2 separate regions of the Mus musculus genome follow, and region 1 is linked to region 2. Evidence: chromatin contacts called from public HiChIP or PLAC-seq data. All regions are on one chromosome and are shown on one strand. Each heading gives the region's core, a stretch centred on a gene start, on an enhancer-like site or on the middle of the called end of the contact. The rest is flanking DNA. Distances are from core to core; before and after follow the strand shown.

Region 1 (6,651 bases), core at 566-3,065, 170 kb after region 2:
TCTTGAACTACATATAACCCATATGAACTATTACAAAATAAAAATAATACGATAAGCATTCTTTCTTTATCTTTACATGTTTGTTTCCTTTTCCATTCACCCCCCCCCCCAACTTTTATTTCTGACCATTTTATGTATGGGTAAAACGTACTATGATCACATGTACCTGCCCATGACCCTCTCCCTTAACTATCCCATACTTGCCCCGTGTCCTTGTATGTATGCAGGGCATGAGTGTGTGTTCACAGTGGCACTTGTCACACCATGTCCAGAGCACAGTGCTTCATGCACCCCCACCCTCGTCCGGGTCTCACAATCTTCTCCTGTCCTCATTCAAAGCATTTGACCAGTTACAAGTCTCTGTATTCACCACTGTCCACTATAAAAGAGAAGCTTCTTTGGCCAAGCTGTGGGTAGCAATAGTCTGTAGATATAAATATAAGTTCTTAGGAGACGGTGTAGCTATATGTCTATTTTTTTTAAACAAAATATCTACCTTTCCCCCTAAGGCTTATGACCTTCCAAGCCAAAGTTTGTTTTCAGCTTGTGGGTCTGTTTGCTTGAGACAAAATTCTACTATGCATTGCATGATAGCCTTGAACTTACTCTAGCTCAGGATGGCCTCAAAATTAGAGTAGTCCTCAGCCTCACAGAGTGTTGGCATGCCAGGTGTGTATCATGATGCTTAGAGACAGATTTCTTTCTAACCAGTTATAGATGTAAAATTATTCTTAGTTTGTGGATCAAATCAACCAACAAACGAACAAATCAACAAACCAAGCAAACAGTCGGTAAAACTAAAAACAGGTGGCAGGCGAGGTGCTGGGTTATCAACAGTAGGCTGGCTACCACCCCAAACGTCTTCAATGCCACTGGTAAGTTCCATACATGAGCTTGCTTCACTTTCACTATTGTGGCACACACACACACACACACACACACACACACACACACACACAAAACATATACCTTGACTAAAAAAATGTATGTCAACAATGAGATCCATGGATATGGCTGCTGGGTGATATGTTGTTTGCCTAACTCTGTGTATAAAGATAAATATGCATATATACCCTTGCAAGTACTCATAAATACTCATACACCTAGACATAGAACATAAACATATATTCCTTGAAACAATTCAGGATTCTAGACATTTCCAACTGTTGCTTTCACACATTTAGAAGGGTTACTTAGCACTGTCCCCATTTTCTGGTTCTATAACTGTGTTTTCATGACTTGATCTTATCAAATCCCAACACCCCCATCTTCCCTCATCCAACCATGTGGTTAGTCACCAGGTCAAGCCCAGTTCCTTGAACATTAGTGGATTTCCACCTAGAGTCAGGATGACAATGAGTGGGTTTGGCTGTAGGTACATGGAGTATGGTAACGTAAGGATCCATGAGTCACTGAAGAATGATACCCCAGACTCAAATAGTACGTAAACGGAGAGTGTTTTACTTTGCAGAAGTCCAGCATGCTGGGGTCTCTCCAATGCCAAGATAGAGAGACAACCAAGTGAGCTTGCAGGCCTGATTTAAAGCACATTAGGTAATTCTGGGATAGGTGACTTCTATGTTAATCTGTTGGGTCTATCTCTATGGACATTCCATTACTGGGGTGTAGGAGCTGTGAACCTGCTGGGAAGATCTAGAAACTGTTGCTGAGGAAGTCTGGAAACTGCTGCTGACCCATTGTCCTTGCCTCACGATAGGTGGCAGGGCAGCTTCTGAGGCCTGGACTTGCCTGGACTTGCCCAGTTCTTAGAAACAGAGATTTAGGCCTAGTCTCCTTAACTGCCAATGTGAAGCCTGTCATGGAATCAGCCTAGCTTCCATAGGCCTTCTCAGTACCTATCAGAGCGATTTGGAATTTCATGGTTCCAGGAAGTAGCTAAGTAAGTTCTGTATTCAGCTCTTGTTCTAACTGGCATAGAGTCCAAAGTGAGCAGGAGTATTAATCAAGGAGGAAGAGCCCGTGTAAATGTGGAAAAACTCCAGGATTGTGGCTTGGAGGTCACAAAAGTAAGTTGGAACTTCCAGGAACCTCTGCCTGATGCTTCCAACTTCAAACACACCACCGACTTGCAGGGAACGCTGGCACAGTTGATTATTTTCTAATGGACATCTACCCAGGTGAGGAGCTGGGGAACCTGAAGGAAGAGACCTGGTGAGGGACACAGAACTGTATGCTTGGCTTCTGCCCTCTGTCACAGGGAGACAGACATCAGCAGTTCCTGTGTGACCCACAGCAGCTGAGTAATGCGCTCTGAAATGTCCTATCTCAGTTGGTAAAGTGCTTGCAAACCCCTGGGTTCCAAGCTCTGCAAGGCACAAAGTGGGTATGGTATCGTATGCCAGCTATCACAGCACTTGTCAGGCAGAGGCAGGAGGACCAGGAGTTCAAGGTTTTCTATCTATTGCTATCTAGTGGGTTGGAGGCCAGTCTGAGCCACGTAAGATGCTACATACGAACAAACAAACAAATGGCAAATAGCTAATGTGGGCCTTCCATACCCTACCTTGTAGATTCTTTCTGCCCTGAGACTATGAAGAGATAGAATCCTGGTCCTCAGATGTCTCCCCTAGCTAAGTCAGCACAGAAAATGGACTATGTAAACTCCCTTTCCTGTAGAGCTGGTCTGAAGTAATCCGAGATGGTTTTTGTAAGACTTGGTAAAGTTCCTTCACCCTCTTTCCAGTACTGTCCTGGGGAGAGGGGGAGTCGGCCTTTATCCTTGGGAGATTGCACAGATTTAGAAACTGATCTTACACGGAGGACAAGAGAACAGCCTAAGAAGTCACCTCTTCTCTGCCTGGGGGTTTTCTCCCTCCTGCGGGGTGCTCAGAGGGCTTCTCCTGGAAGCCCTAGGACCAGCAGGCCTGGCTTCCTGCCTTTCTCTAACCAGGGTGGCAGGGGGCCTGCATCTGCCTCCCAGCAGCCTTCCTGTGTTGACAGCACCCTTTGTTCTTCCTTTCTCCCTAGGGAAGATGTTGGCTTGTCTGTTCTGGGCAACAGATTTGGGAAAAAACACACTTTTGTCTTTTAAAGGAATTTATCATTGTTCTTCTGAAGACTCAAAAGAAAAGTCACCTTACACTGATTTCAAAAGCAACAACAACAACAAAAACCAATTGAACACCCCCTCGCCCCCTTCAAAAACAACAGGAAGGCATGATTCAGGCCATGCATTTTAAAATTACTAAATCCACAAAAATGTGAATGTGTGTGTGTGTGTGTGTGTGTGTGTGATAACAATAATGAACAGGCAAAAGAAAATTGCAATGTTTCTCAATCTCTCCATTTTCTGACATACATGTCACCATCAGATTCTTTTTTTAAAAAAGTCTCTTAATTATGTGCATGTGTGTGCGTGTATGGCTTTTGCACATGTGCAGGTGCCAGTGGAGACAAGAAAGTGTCCAGTTTTCCTGAAGCTGGAGTTAGAGGCAGCTGTGAGTCTCCTGATGTTGGTGATAGGAACTGAACTCTAGTCCTTGGCAAGAGAAAAGAAACCCCTAGCCCCGAGCCATGCCATCTCTCTAGCCCTAGATTGCTTTCTTGGTCCTTTTATGCCAGCGACTTCAGAAAGTCTTGCTGTATATTCTTAAAAGGCCGTCTGGAAATTTGTAGAGTTGGGTAATAAACTTTACTGTGTACTTTACTACAGCCTGAACCCCAGAATAATCTTTACTCCATGGAGTGTGTATGTGTGTAAAGGGTCCCAGAGGCAAGATGGAGCCTACGACAACTTCCTGAGAACGAAGTTTTGAAAGCACATACTTGCACTTCCACGAAAATTTGTCACCAACACAGAGCCTTTGTCAGGTGGGTTCCTTTTATTCATGACAGGAAGGGGACTTCCCCTCAGTAATACAGTCATCTGTGGTTGCACATACCTCTCCCTGTCTTCCGGGTTCTTTTCTAGAGAGTCACAGGGAGGGTACGGTTATTAAGACCCTTCACTGATTATATATAGCATTGTTATGTTTTCTTTCAAAACTTCCACTATGTAGTGAGGTTTTTAACTGTAAGGTTGTATGTCTGTACCTGAGCAGGTTTTGTGTGTAGTGTCTTAGTGTCCATAATGATATTTTGTTGGGGCTAGAGAGATGGTCAGATCCATTTGGTCCCTGGTCATGTGGGGCTGTCACCTATCTTCTGTAACTCCAACTCCAGGGAATCCAATGTCTTTTTCTGGCATGTGTGTGTGTACAATTAAAAATAAAACAAAATTAATTTTGACCAAAAGTAATGATACTATCTGAAAATATTGGCTGATCTCAATGTTAAGTAAGCATTTACAAAACTATTTATCATGCAAAAGTACTTGTGTCTAATTTGGAATTAGAAATGAGTCATTAGAAAATTTCTGGAATTAGCTGGTAAGAGAAATCTGGAATTAACAACAATAACAACAAGATGAAGTATTCAAAGTAGGGACAGCCATAATGTATCTGAGCACCTGAGAGATACAGAGAATGCCTTCTCCAGGTTGTAGAATTGGAGAAAACTCTCCAGGTGAGTGAGTGGGTTGGGCTGTGGACCCATGAAAAGTGATAGGAGTGTAGACACCACTTCAAAGGCGCTTCACTCATGTTGGCCACCCCAAGGGCTTTGCTTTCCTGTCAACAGTGATGTCTTTACCATCTTGTCCTTGTTTATAACATGTTGGACTACTCAACAGGGTCTCTCTATTTTACCAAGTCGTGGAACAGAGTGAAGGACAGCAGAGATGGCCAGGATCCCATATGTAAAGGTGATGAAGAGTGAGCACTGGGTCTGTCATGTGCTTGCTCAGATTTTCCCATTTAACTTTCAGGAGCCATCTGTAGAAAAATAACATCATTATGTCCATTTGAAGGTTCAAGGGATCAGGACACATGGGCAACTCATAGTTAGTAGGTGATGGGAAAAGGCTTTAGATATTTGGATCTGGAGGCTGAGCTCAGCATATGAGATGACAGAGAGTCCTATTCAGCCATCTTATTCTGTCATTCTGTGGGAATAACAGAGACTTCTTTGTTCTTCTCTGGGTGCTGGATAGACTATGTTAGTGTAGACCAATCAGAAATGATTTCTGGCTACTCTGAGTGCACATGTGTCAACTGGTACACACCTGGGCATCACCATACTCAGAACCATTTCTTTCAACTTGTTGCTGTGCCTAAAAAATGTAATTCTTCCTCTCACTGTTTCCTTTAAAGCCTGCTGCTCTTTTCTTCCACCTTATATCAGCAATCGCTTGAGACCAGTAGCCTAGTTTTGTTTCAGGAGCCAGTAGTGGAGAAACAGGGAGTTGGGAGATGGGGTTTTGCCCTTTAGATCAAAAGGGAAGGGAACTATTTTTGTAGGGTGTGCTGCGGGGTGCAGGGTAGATCAGGAGAACAGAGTAGCAGTAGAATCGCGCAAGGCTGCTCTGGAGGTCTCCATTTTGAAGCATCTCTCTTTCCATTAGAGGGAGCCACACATATACAGTTTCCCAACATGCAAGTTCCACAATGCAAATGACAGTGCCCCCGACTGGTCAGTGCTCAGTCCTAAGTGTTTGTGGCTTTATCTTTGGGGGAATCCAGCGAATGCTGCTTGGCCACAGCTATCCCCCTGCCCCCATACCCCTGTTTGCAGTTCCTACACAAGGAAGTAGTTTCCTGTGTGAGGAGCTGTCCTGTGCCAGAATGAAGTAGGTGAAAGATTCATTCTTTTCCTTGTCTCTCAGCTATGGCCTTCCAGAGACAGCTTTTATTTTCCAACTGAAAAAAATAAAAAAATAAAAGAGCCATACAGCCTCAGTGGGCCACAGCTGTAATGAACACTTTTTTCTACTGTGCACGACTCTGTAGCCAGTAGGAGATTCTGGAGATGTTCTTTTGAAATAGTATTACCTACCTTTCTGAAGTTTTATTGTCTACAAGGGTGAACATCTTAAATATTATTTTTTTATGAGACAGCATTCTAGTCATTGTGGTTCCTGGACCCCATGAATATTAAGAAAAATTGTGAAATTTGTATTTGGTCATTCACATTCAAACCCTGACAGCAGTATTCATCACTGGATTAAATCTCACAGGGTGATGGAAATGTGGGTTGGTCTCATTCCAAACGTGTGTCTCTTCCACGAAACTATGATGCCATACTTTGGAAGAAACAAAGCACCATATTTTATAATAGCCCCAGAGCATTCACACAGGAAATAGGTTCTCTCTTTATTGAAACAAATCTTTGTTAATGATCCCAGAAAGATCCAACTCCACCTGAACTTAATGGATCCAGGCTTCAATCCCTCTCTTACTGAACAGCGTTGGCCACCGTGGCCTGTGCATCTGGTGACATATTTCACTTCCTCTGGCTTAACTTGCCTTCTTCTCTTCCCACGGGCAGAAAATTACCAGGATTAATACAGCCTTAGACCAGGTAATTGGGCGCGCTCAAGCCTTCCCAAAGGGTATAACACCTAACTGCATTTGCAAGGAGCCACCTGCAGGCATAAATTGTGAGCTTAACATGGCAAATGGTGAGGGACAGCCAAGTTTCTAACGCCATCCAGTTGTCTTGAGGCACTGAATTGTTCAACAGACTGTGGGTATGTTTGCAAGCTCTTGATTTATATTTATGAGCTTAGAAGTGTGGGAGAGACAGGGAGGGAAG
Region 2 (6,246 bases), core at 1,342-3,841:
CAAACACACACACACACACACACACACACACACAAACAGAAAACTGATAGTAAGCAAACTCCTCAAGAAGAGAGACCACGGATAATATGGCAGGCTGGGAATGGAATGGAATTCTGGGGAAGAGAGAAGATTGCTACTTCAGCCTTGGGTGTCATGTATTCTGAAAGTTTGGCCCTGGGTGTTGGGGTGCTGGGGTTGGGGAGGTAGTGGCTTTTATTAGGTAGTTTGCTGCTCTGGCTTTGGTGTCCTTGGTGAAGCAAAAGCAGAAAACAACCAACAACTAATGATAGGGATTAGCTCCCCTGTTAAACCTAAGCCCTGAGTGGCAGCACCAGGAGGTCCTGGTAGTGAGAGAAATGGGCCGAACTAGATCTGCAACAAGTTGCAACCTGCCAGGGCTGGAGTCAGCCGGGCCTAGCCTCTGCAAACGCAAATCCCTGGCCCCAAGATAAAAGACTGTTTAAAACAGGGAAGGCTTGCCAAGGTATCAAGTGATTCTTGTTAAGCTCCATTTCAATGACAGACACATAATGCAGAGCCCAGGGGCTGAGATTAAGTTTCCAGGCAAAGCCCACAACAGCCTAGAGCAAGGAAATTAATATTTCAGAGAAAACATTGGATTTTTTAAATATATATATAACGCAAGGCTTTTTTGGAGGATTTCAGCCACAGCTTGCCAAACGCTGCCGAGCTCCCAGGACAGAACAGAGGAGGTGACCAGCTCACAGCTGGGGGGGGGGGGGGGGAGGGGGGAAGCCCAGCGCCCTGCCTGGGGAAGCCAGTTCTCTGCAGGACACTTTGATAAAAGCCAAGCCTGGTTAAAAGCAAGCATTCCTCAGCCTGAAACTTCCCAACCTGTCTGAGACTTCCTTTACCCTCCTTTCCTGAGTCTCCAGGAGAGATTTTTAAAGTTAGTATACAAAACTGTGGGTTTCACTATGGTTTTTTCATAAGAATGGGTCACCATGCTGTTCTAACCTCTCCTGGCCTCTCACCCCACCACTGTCCCAACCTTCTGCTTTTTTGTCCAGGATGAGTCTGCGCTGCTTATAATCACATAATCCTCACTAGTGTGTGTGTGTGTGTGTGTGTGTGTGTGTCTATGTGCAGGTGTCCGTCCATGTGCATGCAGAAGAACATGCATGGGGAGGCCAGGAGATATGTTGGACGTCAGCCCTTGCCTTCTTCCTTGAGGAAAACCAGAGAGCTGCGGGGGATTCTCCATCTCATCAAAGAAGTACTGAAACTGCAGGCACAGCACGGGCCACATTGCTGGCTTTTATGTGGGTTCTAGGGAATCCAGACTCTGATCCCTATGCTTCGACAGTACATAACCCCCTTGGCAACCTCTGCAACCCAACAATACTATTCGTGTGGAAGCACGTGTATATGTACATGTGCCTGTATGTGTATGTGTGTGTGTGTAACCATGTGTATGTACACACGCATGGTGTTAAGCATGTGTGTTTGTTCATGTGTTTGTGCACATGTATGCATGTGGAAGCACCTGTGTATGTGCACGTGCCTGTGTGTGAGTGTTTATGTGTATGTGTGCACATGTGTGTGTTTGTGTTGCCTACTAGCAAGCCCCAGTGATTCTTCATTCCCTTTTTTTCAGAGCACCGGGGTTAAAGCACATGTAGCCACCACCACCCAAACTAGAACTTTGGACTCAGGTCTTCATGCTTACAAGCAAGCACTCTTACCCACTGAGTCCCAAAGCCATCACCCAAGTCTAAAAGTACAATTTTTCTAGCCCTTCAAAGATGATGATTAAAATCCTACATGATATAAAGCACCCTGGCTAGACATTCCTCCAACAAAGCGGAATAGTTAAAATATACTTTTCAACCATGTTACTAGGAGCCTTAGATGAGCAGGCAGAAGCTGTGAACTATTCCAGAACATAGGAAGGGAGAGGAACAATGAATTTAATCTGTCCCTCTGCAATAATCAGTGCTAAGGAAGGACCCCATAGGCTGGAGAGAGAATTCAGTTAGTCAAGCTCTTATCAGGCTTGCACGATGACCCTCAGCACTTAGGCAAGAGCAGCAGTAGACTGCCATCCCAGCTCCGGGGAGGCAAAGACAGATGCTCTCAGGGGTTAGCTGGCCAGCCAGCCATGCCTAATGGAACCTGCAGGCTCCAGGTTCAGTGAGAGACTCCCCCCCCCCATATTTTCACCTCCCCCAAATCTCCCAGGTAGGTCTCAAGAACAGGAACTCCTGGCTTCCAGTTCACTGTGTAGCTAAAGATCACTCTCTGGTTCCAACATCTTCACTCTCCAAAAGGCTGGGATTACAAGCAAGCCTGTGCTATTCCTCCCATTTGATGCCTTCCTGGGGATGGAACCCAAGGTTTCACACACATCAGACAAGTGAGTTACAACCCATCCCCAAGGAAACCACCATTCTGTGGCTAGGTCTCCAAAGCAAAAGAATTTCACTTCTTCCAGGGCTCTGCTCTGAAACCTTGCTCATTTTTGTTAGCATGCCAATGAATGGGAGGTGCTGAGCCCTGCCTAAATACCTCACCATTCCTGGGCACATGCTCATCTGTGCCCTCACTGGGGTTTGGCTGAATCAGTGGTTTTTATCTTGGCTTCCACATCAGAAGCATCTGGGGATTTTTAAAAAGACTGTGATGAAGGCAGAGCCCTGCTCAAGCCAGTGAGCAGGACGCCCACGGGGTTGACTCAGGCAGTGGGATTACTCTAAAACTTCTCAGAGGAGTTGGATGTACAGCCAGGGCTGGAAATTACGTACAGTTCAGCAAAGGACATAGTGCCGGGGCTGGGGTGCTGGGATTGCTCAGTTGGGTTCCCTCTTGCTCTGCACGCACAGAGGCTTGAATTCAAAACCCTCAATTCAAGATGCTGGTCATGGTGGTGTGGCTTGAAATTCCAGGCCTGAAGACAGTAAACAGAGGGTTCCTGGGCTTGTGCCTTAGCCAGCCTACTTTACGTGGTGAGCTCTAGACCAAGGGAAGACCCCGTCTTAAAAAGTAAAGCTAGAAGGCATTTCTAAGGTTGACAGAGGATGTTGTTCTCCAGCCTGCAGTAGAATGAACATAAATGTGCAGGAACACCCACCCTCACATGTGTATATTCAAATGTACATGTGGCAAACACATACAGAGTGAAAGAGACAGAGAGAGAAAGACAGAGACAGGCAGACAGACAGATAGACAGTCTAGACACATTGCTCAGCAGTTAAACGTTAAAAGCTGCTCTTGCAGAGGACCCAAGTTCTAGTCCTAGCTCCCAGTTCCACCTGATCCAACACCTTCTTCTGAACTCCTTAACACCAAGCATACCCATGATACACATACATGCACACAGACACAACACTCATACACATAAAATAAAATAAACGAATCCTTTTAAATTAAACAAAAAACACAGGTGGGAGGGAGAGACTCAGTCTAAGCGGAGTGGTGAACTTGACAGACAAGTCCATCCTAGCCAGACGGTGAGAGGCTGCCTGTAAGCACCCCACTTCCCTGAGTGTCTGGAGCACAACACACTGCATTGGAGCAGCAGCTCCAGAGTTATATGCAGGTGTGGTCAGGCCCAACCCAAAGTGTCTTCCTACGTGACTCAGCTTCTAATCCTGTTTGTGGGGAAGAGGCAGGTAGTAGAAAGACATGACTCCAGGGCCCTTCATTTTCACTGTGTTCTCTCTTCAAAGACAACTCTGGGCAAACTCTTCAGAATAAGTTCTGTTGGTTGCTTGTTACGGTCGTTTGAAGGGGCGAAACTTCTCAGCTAGGCCTCATGGTGACAAAAGGACAAAAGGAAATTCATTTGAAAAATTGGACTGGAGGATTTCCTGACAAAGTGGAACTTCTCTTTTCAGTGTTTTCGCTGTTTGTTTGTTTCCATGAATGTGTCTTGTTTCAATCAAATCCACTCCTCATTCCCCATCTCCAGCTCCTCTTAGGTCCTTCCCTGTCTCCTTTCCACCTTATGTCTTCTTTCAGATAGGTAGACAGACAGACATACAGACAGACAATAGAAATGGATGGATGTTTAGATGCCTTGATATAGATGTCTAGTTGGTCTTGTCTGGAAGCATGGATATGTTGGACTGTGTACGGTAGCCTGGGCAACCTACCAGGGTCCCACCCTGGAAGAAAGCCAACTTTATCCCCCTCAGCAGTCACCAACTGTCTCTAGCTTCTCAATAGAGGTTCAGTCCTGTGAGCCCCTTCCCATCCAGGAGAAAGATGAACTTCTAAAATGTCTCTTAGGCCAGCAAGATGGCTCAGAGGATCAAGATGGTTGTCATCAAGCCTGACAGCTTGATCAAGCACCAGGCTGTATCCACATGGTAGAAGAAGAGAACTGTCTTAGTTAAGTTTCCATTGCTGTAAAGAGATACCATGACCAAGGCAACTCTTATAAAGGACAACATTTAATTGGGGCTGGCTTTCAAGTTCTGAGGTTCAGTCCATTATCATCATGGCAGGAAGCATGGAAGCATCCAGGCAGGCCAGTCAGTTGAGAAGCTGAGAGTTCTACAGCATGTTCCGAAGGCAACTAAGAGAAGACTGATTTCTAGGCAGCTAGGAGGAGGATCTCAAATCCTACTCTACCCAGTGACACACTCCCTCCAATAAGGCCACACCCCCTAAGTGCCCACTCCCTGGGCCAAGCATATTCAAACCACCACAAGAACAAAACTGACTTCCAAAAGTTTTCCATTTGTCCTTTGACTTCCACATGCATGTATACACATACATGCATCGGCTACACACACACATAAATAAATAAATAAATAAATAAATAAATAAATAAATAAAACAATTTTAAAAACTAAAATGTGTCTTGAGGTCTGGAGATATGGTTCAACTGATAGAGTACTTGCCTACCATGTACAAAGCTTTGAGTTTGATCCCCTGGGTCCAGGAAACCAGTCATGGGGACAAGATTATAATGCCAGCAATCCCAGCATGCAGGAGACAGAGGCAGGAGAAACAGTTGTTCAAGGTCATCCTTGCCTACATGAAGAGTTCAAGGCCTGCCTGTGCTACTTGGGACCCTGTGTGATAGCTAGAATGAGAATGGTCCTCATAGGCACAGAATGCTAGGTTCCCAGTTGGTAGAATTGTTCGGGAAGGATGAAGAGGTGTGGCCTTGTTGGAGACATTGTGTTGGGGGTAGGCTCTAAAGTTTCAAAAGCTCACACCATTCTGCTGTTGTGTGGTTTCTGTATGCCCATGTTTTGTCTCCCAGCCCCTGCTCCCAGAATAACAATTCTGAGACTCCAAAATATTTTCAAATAGCTAGACCATAAGCTTTGTCTCTTCCCCAACCAGCTCATGAGTTAACTATCCCATTATTCTGTATTAAGTTCTGCCATGTGGCTGGTTACCTGGTCCTCAGATATTCTTTTTTTCTGCTGTCTCCATCAGTGTTCTGCGGTCAATCCCCGTGTCTGTCTCTACCTTATCATACCCCGCCCCCTTATCATTTCTGCTGGATGTTCCAAATTCTAATTTCCTACCTAAGCTCATTGGCCAATCAGCTTTTTATTAACAGGTGAGTGCTTTTACAAAGTGCACAAGAGATTATCTCTACACCATTGTCAGTCAGATTCCATCTGTCTGTCTGTCTGTCTATCTATCTATCTATCTATCTATCTATCTATCTATCTATCTATTTCTCTGCCTGATGGTTGCTGTCTGAAGACACAGGCTCTCAGCTACTGCTCCAGAATCATGCCTACCTGCCTGATGCTATGTTCCCATCATGATGGTCATGGAGTCTACTGCTACCTTCCTATGATCCAACAGAAAATGGTTCCTCAGGTCAAAAATTGTTGTTCTGAAGAAGCACAAGGCTACACCGTCATAACATAAACATGATACATTTTAAGTTACCACCTCCCTGTGATTTAACTTTCTCCCTTTGCCTTTGTATTGACTTTGAACCCCTTAACCATTGAAGGGCTCCTTTCTGAAATGTTCAAATTGGTGTTGTTGTTTGTACAGTGGCTTCTTCCTTAATACAAAAATTGTTATGTAAAAATGACAGTTTTTAAGGATTATATAAAAAGGATTATCCCAGAAGATTTAAAAAATATGCAATCATTTTTTAAGAAGGAAGTAAGTAACAATGAAATCCCTAAGAGTTTGAGGAAAACTTGGCCAATTCTAACATAAGCCCAGCCCATTAATCTAGTCATTGCTTGACGAAGCTCGACCTTAATGGAAAATCTCCAGCAGGAAGGAAGATCTTGAGGC

The links. HiChIP or PLAC-seq counts read pairs in DNA pulled down with a chosen protein or histone mark.
Region 1: a contact with region 2 is called in a CTCF HiChIP or PLAC-seq map of CD8 T cells, with 5 read pairs. The contact joins the promoter of D730003K21Rik here to the enhancer-like site in region 2. A contact is called at or near these places in 2 of 15 datasets of contacts at CTCF or cohesin (CD8 T cells and large pre-B cells), 14 of 484 Hi-C or Micro-C datasets (B cells, CD4 T cells, ECoMG-derived neutrophils and 8 more) and 5 of 115 datasets of contacts at active chromatin or transcription factors (CD8 T cells, the HPC-7 cell line, embryonic fibroblasts and 1 more).

What each region holds. Positions count from the first base shown.
Region 1 is chr9:116,325,508-116,332,158 of GRCm38.p6, forward strand. D730003K21Rik (a long non-coding RNA gene) reads left to right here and starts at 1,816. Exons shown (of 4, transcript XR_871324.2): 1 at 1,816-2,138; 2 at 3,674-3,831.
Region 2 is chr9:116,150,465-116,156,710 of GRCm38.p6, forward strand. All of the region lies in intron 2 of Tgfbr2 (transforming growth factor, beta receptor II), which reads right to left. Among named protein-coding and RNA genes, the nearest start is that of Gm31292, 8.2 kb to the left of the region's middle. Within about 2 kb of position 2,592, at least 94 of the 459 cell types and tissues checked have an H3K27ac peak or open chromatin away from gene starts, as enhancers often do. A contact at or near this core is called in CD8 T cells, adipose-derived mesenchymal stem cells, beige adipocytes and 3 more, where this site is marked.